Linked DNA regions of Zea mays: region 2 is linked to region 1. A link is a contact called in public Hi-C data. All regions are on one chromosome and are shown on one strand. Each heading gives the region's core, a stretch centred on a gene start, on an enhancer-like site or on the middle of the called end of the contact. The rest is flanking DNA. Distances are from core to core; before and after follow the strand shown. Region 1 holds the start of LOC100381578 (Pentatricopeptide repeat-containing protein mitochondrial). Region 2 holds the start of LOC100279279.

What was found. Hi-C and Micro-C count contacts between places; a contact is called where the count stands out from the background.
Region 2: a contact with region 1 is called in a Hi-C map of ear, with 2.8 times the contacts expected there. The contact joins the promoter of LOC100279279 here to the promoter of LOC100381578 in region 1. A contact is called at or near these places in 9 of 25 Hi-C or Micro-C datasets (ear, endosperm, leaf and 2 more).

Annotation. Positions count from the first base shown.
Region 1 is chr2:7,146,304-7,152,503 of Zm-B73-REFERENCE-NAM-5.0, reverse strand. LOC100381578 (Pentatricopeptide repeat-containing protein mitochondrial) reads left to right here and starts at 3,691. Exons shown (of 1, transcript NM_001174402.1): 1 at 3,691-5,840. The coding sequence starts at 3,765. The coding sequence ends at 5,687. It overlaps LOC100280530, which reads right to left and starts at 2,754. Exons shown (of 1, transcript NM_001153449.3): 1 at 2,173-2,754. The coding sequence starts at 2,645. The coding sequence ends at 2,379. It overlaps LOC100282066 (Wound induced protein), which reads right to left and starts at 429. Exons shown (of 1, transcript NM_001154979.2): 1 at 1-429. The coding sequence starts at 322. The coding sequence ends at 41.
Region 2 is chr2:7,350,505-7,356,616 of Zm-B73-REFERENCE-NAM-5.0, reverse strand. It overlaps LOC100279279, which reads left to right and starts at 1,391. Exons shown (of 6, transcript NM_001152300.2): 1 at 1,391-2,872; 2 at 2,984-3,135; 3 at 3,451-3,667; 4 at 3,798-4,029; 5 at 4,128-4,263; 6 at 4,376-4,953. The coding sequence starts at 1,411. The coding sequence ends at 4,678.

The DNA.
Region 1 (6,200 bases), core at 2,442-4,941:
CTGAAGAAGGCCAAAGACCAGCTAAGATACGAAAGGCTAGTTAATTGGGTCCCCAGCAGCTGAGGTACATGACGGTCCTCAAGCCCTCCTCCGCGGCGGCCTTGTCCTGCCGCCCCTTCTCCGCCGCCGGGGCCAGGTCCTTGTCCCGCTGCGCGGCGAAGCTTCTGCTGCCGCTGCGCACGTTGGCCTTGGCGGTCCGGTAGACGGACCGCAGCGCGTAGTTCCAGCGGCAGAGGCCTCCCTGGTCCTTGAGCGCTTCCACGGCGCCCACGCTCATGGCCACCATCCACGACGACGCCTTCGTCGCTGCTGCTGCTGCCATCTCCTCCCGGTGTTGGTCTTCTCCTCCTCTCTCGAGAGAAAACTTTCGCTTGTTGTTTCTTGTTTGTAGCGAGTGAGGTTGCTTGGTTGGTGGTGCTGTGTTGAGGTGGAGAGGCGAGCCGGAGCGGGTGGGTTATATGTACCGGCGGGCGGGGACGGGGACGGGGACGGGGACGGGAACGGGGCGGCGGAAATTGGTGGGCGCGGACCCCTGGTTTTCCTGGATACCGGGGGCTCTCCTCACCGTCTGCGGCTCGCTTTCTTGCGCGCCGGCACAGTCCAGTGGCACTCGTCGTCTTGTTTAATCGGGCCTCCGCGTCGACAGGGACGCGCAACCGCAAATAGCACGGGACGCCACGCTCTCATCCCTTTGCATTGTACCTAGACTGTTTTTGGGATTAGATAATGTAGAGAGCTTCGTAGCGGTGGTACTGGTAGTAGTTTTTTTTTTTATCTCATCTGTGGCGTGGCCGGCTGTGCTCTTTGTCTCGCTTTCAGCAAACAGGACGACCGAACAGTGAGATCCATCGCGTGGAGTGGAACGACGAGCAGAGCAGTGGAGGCAGCCGTCCAGGAATCTTCTCGCGTGCCTTTTTCGTGATCGTCGTTGCCTATTAGGATAATCCATCTTTAACACGCTGAATCACATGGGTTAATGGCTGCAGATTGTTACTGTTACATTACACCACATGGCCTGCAGATCTGTGAGCGTGAGGCGGGTGAGAGTGACGTTTCCAGACTGGTGCCACACTGCCACAGCACATGGTTTTCCTTGATACCACTGGCTTATCCTTTGGAGCGTTTGCTCATGGGAATGCGCAAACACTTTAGCGTAACACTATGGTAGTATAGTTAACGTTTAATTCCCATCCTATCCCATCCCATCCCAAGGAGGATATATCAGTAAAATACATGAGCGGTACTTAAATTTATCATGTTATGTTATTTGGGTTTTCAAACTCTTAAAGCCCAAAAAAAAGTGGTGAAACTTGGCGAATCACCAAACAACGGTTAGAAAACGGGTTTGGTTAAACCGGACGCCAACATAGCATGCAACATTAGAGTCACTTGGGCCCCTCCAATTTAGCATATGTTGTGTGACCTAAGTTTCGAACTTTTGTTAGTGTGCTCCAACGTGCCACGCTATATCCGGGTTTGAATAAATCCAATTTTGGATAGCTTTACGTGGACTGACCAGGTTATAAGAGCCGTTTCTAGTTATCTGAGTTCGAGGTCTTAAATAACACAGTATGACAAGTTCAAAGACTGTTATTGCATTTTATTTAGGGTATACTGCTCAGGATAGGGTGTGGTTCCAGGACAATCAGAGTCAATGACGTCCCACCAAACTGGCGGCAGTGGGATGTTTGGTTCTCTAGACAATAGACTAGCAAATACAAACTATCATGGTTAAGCGTCCACGATAAAGTGAAATTGTAGGTTGATAAGGGACTTATTATGATACCGCCGAGAACCTTGCTATTCGTGAGCCTGAGAGAGAGAAATCCCTATTTAGGGCTTGTTTAGCTGTTTATAGGAAGGAACAAAGTAGAACCTATAGCGAAACTGAACCCCACTTTGCAGAAGCACAGTTTGTCCCTGAACCTCGGAGTCGGAGATGACGAACAGTTTCCTTTTGGACGATGATCACGGTTGACTAACGTAACGTGGACAGTGAAAGCTTCACGCATAGCGGACTGAAATTGACCTCTGATGAACGAACCATCAGCAGGAACTGAGCTGAAACACAGTCTCGGTTGTACCGGTCATTAGAGAGCAGATCCCACGACCTGAGTGAGATTGCCATTTCATGCTTGGCATCACCGACTGTTATGTTCCAGCACATGGATATGGATGTTTCAGCCATCAAGCACCACCGAATTCTTGTTTTGAGCCCACAGGCCTGAAACATACAGTGGCAGAACTTTTCATCGTCATCATCATTCATCGTCGTGACCGTATTCCTATTTTACAATCGCAGGAGGCAACCGGCCAGCCAGGTCTGAACTGAACCCAGCACCAGCAATGAACTGAACAGTGAACCCTAGCTAGTCCTCCTAGTTGGGTCCCCAGCAGCTGAGGTACATGACGGTCCTCATCCCCTCCTCCGCGGCGGCCTTGCCCGGCCGCCTCTTCGACTCCGCCGCCGGGGCCAGCTCCTTGTCCCGCTGCGCGGCGAGGCTGCTGCGGACGTTGGCCTTGGCGGTGCGGTGGACGGACCGCAGCGCGTAGTTCCAGCGGCAGAGGCCACCCTGGTCCTTGAGCGCCTCCACGGCGCCCACGCTCATGGCCACCATCCACGACGCCTTCGCTGCACCCGCCATCTGCGAACGTATCTGTCTCCTTGGGTTGGAGTTGGAGGCTTGGAGCCGAGCTCTGGTTGGTGATCGCTGGACTTGCGAGTGATGAGAGATCGAGTGAGGTGGTTGGTTGTGTTGTGTGTTTGCCTGTTTGGGGTGGAGGTGTGGTGGGCGGGTTGATATATACGGGAGGGAGGACTGCAAACAAGCGGCCGCGGGCGCTGGTTTTCCTGGATACCGGGGGCTCTCCTTCCGCACATCGGTTTCGTCGCCTGTGTCTTGCGGCAGAAACGGCTGGACTTCCGCGTCGCGGACAGAAACGAGCAAAAGCTTCTCAACGAAGCACTGAAGCAGAGCAATCAAATTTTACCTGTGTCATCAGGGATGAAAACGGTCTGAAACGGTATTTATTCGATAATCAGTTTTTTAGTCGTTTTTCTTTGATTGCGAATAAATAGAATATAGAATCTACAATACAAATTTGTATTCATGTTTTTAACATCCAGCTTGTAAAGATTCATAAAAGATAAACCTTAAATTCATCTTATATTTTCTTAAATAATAGATATAAACTTCGGTATGGATTCGGAAACAAATTCGATAATTTTTTCAACTATTTGTGTTGTATGGACCAAATAATACATAAAACAATTTATGTAATATTTTATTCATATTTGTACTAATGTGCTTGATAATATAGGAAAAGATCAACATCAACATTTATACATATCTATTTTAAAATATTAAATTTGTCCTAACAGTTCGGATTACCACTTTCATCCCTCATGCTTGGTTCAAACATGAACAGTCGATGAACACTCCCTAACTTCCATAGCTGCTTTCTGCTTCTGTCATGGACTCATGTGTCGTTTAACAACCGTTGTCATTGCAAAGCAGCGAGTTACCATTGTTAGGTTTATCCAAGTATTTGCAAAACCACCATCGTCATCAGACCTATAATATATATATTATAGATAGAGACGAACTCATAAATTATAAATACAGATGACATAATACCAAAGAAGAGTGAGACCACAGGACAAAGAAGAGTGGAAGGCAGACTGAGAAGCCAATCGCCCAAACCGCCCGGCCGCTCATTTCGTCGAACACCTGTTGCGCGCCACCTCGTCACCGACGCACTCGATGCGTCGCTACTGCCACGTCCCTCGCGGCCGGCGTCCGGCCGCCGCTCCCAACGACCACCAGACGCTCCCGCCGCCGGAGTGGATCGAGCCGTACCCGGACCTCGCGGACCCGAGCCCGTACGCCTCCGCGTCGGCGGCCACGCCCGCGCCGTCGCCGTGGCTGCCCCGCGTGATCTCCCTTGTCCTCCGCTCCCCGCCCGCCGCCCTCGCCGCCGACCTCCGCGCCTTCTGCAGGACCTTCCTCCTCCGCCTCTCCCCGGCCTTCGTCGCCGCCGCGCTCCGCTCCCCGCAGCTCGCCCCGCACCCGCTCCCGTCGCTCCACTTCTTCCGCTCCCTGCCCAACGCCACCGACCTCCGCGCCCACCCGCAGCACCTCCTCAGCTGCTACGTCTCCCTCCTCCACTCCTTCGCGCGCTCCAGGGAGACCGACGCGGCCGGCCAGGCGCGGCAGCTCGTCGCGGAGCTGCGCGCGCACGGGGACGCCGTCCTCAGCCACCTCACGCCGGCGTCGTCGGCCTCGTTGATCCGCAGCCTCGCGGCGTTCGGCCTCTCCGAGGAGCTGCTATGGGCGTGGCAGGCCATGCGCCTCGCCGGCGTCGAGCCGTCCAGGCTCACCTACAACTGCCTGCTGGACGGCCTTGTCAACGCTGACCTCCTCGACACTGCCATCAACGTGTTCGACGCAATGTCCACGGAACATCGAGTGCGTCCCGACGTGGTTTCCTACAACATTCTCATCAAGGGGTACTGCCGCGCGGGGAGGACACAGGATGCAATGGCGCGGCTTGCGGATATGAGGGAACATGCAGAGCTCGCGCCAGACAAGGTGACATACCTCACTCTCATGCAGCGCCACTACAGCGAGGCCACGTTCCCACAATGCATAGCACTGTTCCAAGAGATGGAAGAGAGGGGAATGGGGAAGGAAATACCTCAACATGCCTATGTCCTGGTGATCGGCGCGCTCAGCAAGGACGGGAAACCATTTGAGGCACTGGCTGTGTTTGAGAGGATGTCGAAGCGAGGCTGTCCAGCCAATGCAGCCATGTACACCGCGCTCATTGACTCGATGGGTAAATTCGGGAGGGAGAAAGAGGCAATGGCACTCTTTGAGAGGATGAAGGCCACTGGAATTGAGCTTGATGCGGTCACGTATGGTGTGGTTGTTAATTGCTTGTGCCGGTTTGGCAATTTGGAGGAGGCACTTGCGTGCTTCAGGAGCTGTGTAGAGAAGGGCGTTGCAGTGAATGCCATTTTCTATACAAGCCTGATCGACGGTTTTGGAAAAACTGGGATGGTTGACCAAGCGAAGGAGCTCTTCGAGGAGATGGTTGCTAAAGGATTTGTGCCTGACTCGTATTGCTACAATGTTCTGATCGACGCATTAGTGAAAGCAGGACGGACAGACGATGCGTGTGCTTTCTACAAGAGAATGGAAGACGATGGCTGTGATCAAACAGTCTACACATATACCATTCTCATCGATGGTTTGTTCAAGGAACACAAGAATGAGGAGGCACTGAAGTTCTGGGACAGCATGATTGACAAGGGAATCACCCCAACAGCTGCAGCTTTCAGGGCCCTCTCCAATGGACTCTGCCTTTCTGGTAAATTCAGCCGTGCATGGAGGATATTGGATGAACTGGCTCCAATGGGGGTGATTCCTGAGACGGCTCACGAGGATATGATCAACGTGTTGTGTAAGACTGGCAGATTCAAGCAGGCCTGCAAATTGGCAGATGGCATTGTGCAGAAGGGACGTGAGATACCTGGGAGGGTTCGAACGATGATGATCAATGCTCTAAGGAAAGCGGGAAATACCGATCTGGCATTTAAATTGGTGCATAGTAAGATAGGCATTGGGTATGAAAGATCTGGCAGCGTCAAAAGAAGAGTGAAATTTCAAACACTGTTTGAATGATGATCAATGCACTAGGGAGGAAAGCAGGAAATACCCATCTGGCATTTAAACTGGTGCATAGTAAGATTGGCTTTGGGTATGAAAGATCTGGCGGCATCGACTGAAGAGTGAAATTCGAAACACTAGTTGAATGAGGATCCGATATTCTTTATGAAAGATGGGCTGGGCACATTTGAACTGACTGAACACTGAACCAAAACCGAGGCGAACCGACGGTTCTTTGGATTTTTGTTCGGTGTTGGCTTGGAACTGCATCACCAAAAGTAGGAGAAAATCTCAACCTAAAACTAGTTATTGGGGGGGGAGCTATGAAAACTTTTTTTTTAGATTTTGAAAGACCTCATGTCCAATAGAATGAGAAAATCTCACACCGCAGGCAACCAATTGCCCGGCTCAACCCACAAGGGCATCAACACCGCACCCGCACGACACTCCTATCCCACACCAGCGTCACACGACGCCCTAACCCTATCCACCATATCGGTCGCAGCGATGACGTTGGCGTCAGGTGAA
Region 2 (6,112 bases), core at 142-2,641, 210 kb before region 1:
GAGAAGAATATAGAGTAGTTTAACTATTATGATGTAGTCTATATATCACTCTTCTGTTTGGTGAGGAAAAAAAAAGAGATTTCAATTTACTTCTACAATAATTCAGACTTGATTTGACGGTTGTTTTAATTGTTTAGGGATTTATGTGGCTTGCGGGCTCCACATGTTTTGAACTTTTGAAGTCATGCAATCTTTTATTGAATATTTGAGCTCCTAAATGATTTCAAATAAAATAAAATTCAAGTATAAAGTGTCGTATCTCTCTTAGCACTACAAATTTGGCATAAAGCGTTTCTGTACTCGAGGCCATTTTAAAAAATTTAAAAAAGTGAAATTAATAAGTAGAGAACATGTAGTGAATATTTGGACCTATCAATAAAAGGGTTTTCAACCATAAGGTTATAGATTTCATTGAGGTATATAACTTTGATATAAACTATGTCATCGTCCAGGACTAGTATAGATCAAGTCAAGCTATACAAGTTATTTTATTCGTCCGACTGAAAAAGTGACTTTTCAGTTTAAAAGTAAGAGAGAGACCACCTAAGGGCTTGTTCGGTTATTCCCAATACACATGGATTGGATGGGATTGGAAAAAATTGAGAAGAAGTTTGACTTATTTGGGATTCAAACTCATCCAATCCCACTCAATCCACATGGATTGAGAGCTAACCGAACAGGCCCTAACCAGTGGATCCCACCAGGAAAACTACTCAAGAAACCATTCTAAAATTGTCACAGGGGGTATCTTACCGGTTTTAAAAGTTGAGGGATGAGTTATGTTTGTTGTTTGAAGATGTTTTCGAAATTCAGCGATGAGTTTAATTAGGGGGACGTACAATCAGGACATCACTATATTAACAATCATCGGTGATGGTGAGCTTCTTCGTGGGATATGTCACCACGTCTCCCAAAAACAACTTGAAATTAAATATGAGAAGCAAGAAAGCCCAACCACGGAAGTTGACTTTCATCCATTCATCCTATTTTTCCCAATCACTGATCTAGTTTATGTTATTTGAACGGGCGTGTAGCATAGAAATGCAGAATATAACACAAACAGGTTGCCTACAAAGACCTGCAAGTAGTCCGGCAGTGAAAATGCAAGTGGCATTTATGAATTGTAATTGTAATATCCAAAGATCTAGGGTCTTCTCCTCTTACACAATACGCTAGAAATCAAACTTGACAAGGTCAAACTTTGACCTAGCTGATGTCTTCCGAATTGAGCGAAGTGCATGTTACTTTCTGTTCATACGAAATTACAAACATTAACAAAAAAAAATGAAAGAAAAAACATTTGGCCGCTAGGTGGGGCTTTAATCTATCCGAGATGGTGATGCTTCGAAGTCTCCTCTCTTATCAGCGCCTGGAGGCGTGCAAGGGCTAAACCCAGAATCCCCAATCATCATGGATACAATATTCGTCCACCTTCTCCTCCTCTCGTTTATGATACTTCGTCCCATAGCCATCGCCGCCGACGTACCTGAGTCCGACACGCTCGGCAAGGGCCGCAACATCACCGACGGCGAGACGCTCGTCTCAGCCGACGGGACGTTCACCTTGGGATTCTTCTCTCCCGGGGCGTCGACCAAGAGATACCTCGGCATCTGGTTCTCGGCGTCCAGTGTCGCCGTCTGCTGGGTGGCGAACGGTGGCCGCCCTGTGAATGGCAACTCCGGCGTGCTGGTCGTCAGAGACACGGGAAGCCTTCTGCTTCTAGACGGCTCTGGCCAGACCATATGGTCGTCGAACTCCACCAGCTCATCGTCATCAGCGGAGGCGCAGCTCCTCAACTCCGGCAACCTCGTCGTCCGCGACGGAGGCAGCAGCAGCAGCAGCGACGCCATCCTGTGGCAATCGTTCGATCACCCGTCGAACACCCTGCTGTCCGGCATGAAGCTGGGCAAGAACAAGTGGACCGGCGCCGAGTGGTACCTCACGTCGTGGCGCTCGGCCGACGACCCGTCGCCGGGGGCCTACCGCCGCGCGCTGGACACCAGCGGGCTGCCCGAGCTTGTGGTGTGGGAGGGCAACGTCAGGACCTACCGCACCGGCCCGTGGAACGGCCGGTGGTTCAGCGGCGTCCCGGAGGTGTCGGCGTACAGGAACTTGATCTGGTACCAGGTGACGACAAGCCCAGCGGAGGTATCCTACGGCTACACCTCCAACCCCGGTGCCGCATTGACCCGTGTCGTGCTGACCGACGCCGGCGTGGCCAAGCGCCTGGTGTGGGACGCGGGCGCCCGGACGTGGCAGACCTTCTTCCAGGGCCCCAGGGACGTCTGCGACGCCTACGGCAAGTGCGGGGCGTTCGGGCTGTGCGACGCCGGCGCGGCGTCGACGTGGTTCTGCACCTGCCTCACGGGGTTCAGCCCGGCGTCGCCGCCCGCGTGGTCCTTGAGGGACACCTCAGGCGGATGCAAGCGGAACGTGAAGCTGGACTGTGCCAATAACGGGAGTGGGACGACGACGACGACAGACGGTTTCCTGTTGGTCCGCGGAGTGAAGCTACCGGACACACACAACGCGACGGTGGACATGAGCATCACGGTGGAGGACTGCGCGGCGAGGTGCCTCGCCAACTGCTCGTGCTTGGCCTACGCCGCCGCAGATATCCGCGGCGGCGACGTCCGTAGCGGCTGCGTGATGTGGACGGATGACATCGTCGACCTCCGATACGTGGACAAAGGGCAAGATCTCTACCTGAGGCTGGCCAGGTCCGAGCTGCCGGCGGCGGCGGGGCCCTCGCCGCAACGGCCGTTTCGTACCGCACCAGTTGTTGGTGCTTCCGCAGCTGCCGTCGCCGTGGTTCTTATTGTTCTGTCGGTCGTGCTTGTGATTAGGCGGCGCCGGCGACCAATAATCCCAGGTAAAATTACTGACCCAATTTTCTGTTCTTCCCCACTTCACTTCGAGCATTTCAGGTTGCCAACAGCGGGCAACACACCATGCATGCTAACGCCTGTGCTGAGTTTTCCAGCTGCTCAGAGTGCCTCTCCGAGTGTCCCTTCTACTGAACTGCGCAGACCTCCGTCAGTCCCTTCTGTTGACCTGTCTAGTTTGAGGAGGGCTACAAATGATTTCTCTGCAGACAATGTCATTGGGCGTGGAGGATTCAGCACCGTATTTGAGGTTCGTGTTAGTATATTTCATCAAACGCTATGATGGCATAGTTCGTCTATCTCAAAATAAATGAACTTCTCGCTATGTATCTTGACAAGTAGAATACTCCCGATAGTTGGTATACTAATATGGTCGTTGCTCACGTAACAAAGATGAGTAATCAAAGCATCAGCTTTCATCTTGAAGGACGGAACTCCAAAAAAAAATTCATCTTTGACTAAATGTAGGCGTATCTCATAATCACATCATACCTGCTTTTGCGCTGGAAGTAGTGTATTTACCGTTGGACGTGCGCAACTAATAACATAACTGTGCAATTACCAGGGCAATTTAGCTGATGGTACCAAGGTTGCCGTGAAGAGGCTCACACAATCTTACCTTACCGATGGAGGTGGTGAGACTTTCATGAGAGAAGTGGAAGTGATGTCAGAGCTCAAGCACGAGAACCTCGCTCGTCTCCTTGCTTACTGCAAGGACGGAAATGAGCGGATACTGGTCTACGAGTACATGGAGAACAGGAGCTTGAACCTATGCATATTCGGTACTTGCTTTAGATTTATAATAATAATAATAACGCGCAGATTATTGACATCTGTACAGATGAGATGATCCCATAATATATGTTCTTCTGCTACTTCAGAGCTCTCACTTGTTCTCTGTGTGACTGACAGCAAGAGACGCCAACCAACGCGCTGTGTTGAACTGGGAGCGGAGGCTGGAGATCATCGTAGGAGTCGCCAGAGGCGTTGCTTATCTGCACGGACTAAGCAAGGTGGTGATACACAGGGATCTGAAACCGTCCAACGTGCTCTTGGACGGAAACTGGAGAGCAAAAATTGCAGATTTTGGCACCGCCAAAGTGTTCGTCGATGGCCAGACGAATCCGACACTGGTACAGACAGAGTATGGCTGAAACCCTGACCTCCTCGTCAACTTTCTGAACTGTGTTTTTTTTGGGGGGTTAGATTAAGAACTTGCTGAACTGATTATACTGCCAAAAGGGGATACAGGGCTCCAGAGTACACGGCGCGAGGGCCGAGCCTGACGCTGAAGTGCGACGTGTATAGCTTTGGAGTCGTCCTGATCGAGATCGTCAGTGGCCAAAGGAACAGCAGCAACCAGACGCTCGTTTCCGATGTGAGCAAACAGCTATACTCCACCGGCCGGGAGTTTGTGCAAGAAGCTAGAGCTAGGTGACCCCCTTTTGTCCATGAATTGAAGCGCACTATTTTCGCTGCATCTTCTGTAGGCACGGGAGTCTTGGAGCCAGAATAAGATCAAGGAGAACCTTCTGGATCCAGCCGTGGGCCAGCCGGGGCCAGAGATCCTCCTTCGGCTGGAGAGGTGCGTGCAGGTCGGCCTTCTCTGCGTGCAGCAGTCGCCAGCTGACAGGCCATCCATGGCTGAAGTAGTCGCGATGCTGACGGTGAACGGCACCAGCAGCTCGCAGATCCGTTCGCACCGCAGTGCCGCTGCCGCTGCCGCCGCCACTCCTCTCGCGACGCAGGACGCGTCGTCTGGAGCACACGGCGACTCCATCTATCTCACGTAGACGGCGAAGCAAAAGCCCACGACGACTCCATCTATCATTCTCACGTAGACGACGACGAAGCACGCGGCGACTCCATTCATCTCGATTTCTGATCTTGGAGTTGGATCTGTCACGGCGGTATTGGTTAGTGGTACACGATTACACGAGCATTGCAGTTGCAGGAAGCAGCAGCAAAAGTATATATACTAGCGAATTCATGTATGTTGCTGGAATATTACCAAAAACTTCATGTTCATGGGAACTTTTACAAAAGAGTAGTGTTGTTGTTGTATAGCAGATCAGGCATCAGCAGTTCTTTCCCTGTTTATTTTTCTCTGTTAGTTAGTTAATCCTGTGCATTATTTGCATTCACATTCATCTAATTTGGTATTATTCATCTAATTTGGTATTGCATGTTTGCTTAACTAATTTTAGCTAATTGTGTGTGAGAACGAGCCATGTTGAAGCTAGAACCGTGTTGCGTTCACGGCCGGTGCGGCCAGAGTGGTCATCGCCATATCGTGCATGAAACATCCTCGACGTTTTAGACGGGCACGACACACTGTGAGCATGCAAGGCGGGAGGGTCGTGAGGCTCAGACCATGTAAACACCAGTATATAAGGAAACAAATAAAACCAAAAAGGTTGTAACTCTGGGCAACGCCATTCTCCTGTGTTCGCGTGTAGATCATAATGAGAGAAAGACAACCTTGTGTCAGAGTTCTTATACTCTAAAGATTCTTGAGCAAGCAGGAATAAAAGGGTGCAACCCCTATCATGTTCTAGAGGAGAACAAGTTGAAACGGAGCAAGGAAGATAAGTCTCCCCTTGTCGATACAACAAAGTATAGGAGTGTGATTGGGAACTTGAGATATATTGTTAACACGGGACAGGCCAGATATTGCGTTTGTAGTAGGTGTCGTGAGCAGATACATGCACGGAGACACCAAGGACGAGCCACTAGGAAGCAGTTAAGCAAATACTTCGGTATATTGCTGGAACTCTAAACTATGGTTGTAGATACACGAGGTCTAGAACCGCTGAAGCCATATTAATTAGGTTTAGTGACAGTGGCTTAGGTAGCAACATAGATGACATGAAAAGTACTAGTGGCTTAGTATTCTTTGTTGGTATGAATTTGGTCACATGGGTGTCACAGAAGCAAAGGGTAGTTGCCCTTTCATCATGTGAGCCTGAGTACATTGCAAGTGCAAATGCAGCTTGTCAGGGAATTTGGCTTAGGCACCTATTGAGTGAACTGCTTGGTATTAAGCCTCAAAAAGTCAATCTCCTAGTTGACAACAAGTCTGCCATAGCACTAAGTAAAAAATCCAGTTCATCATGAACGAAGCAAGCACATAGATACAAGGTACTATTTTATTAGAGAATGTGTTGACAAATACATGATTGACATCAACCATGTGAGCACACAGAACCAGTTAGTTGATGACAAAG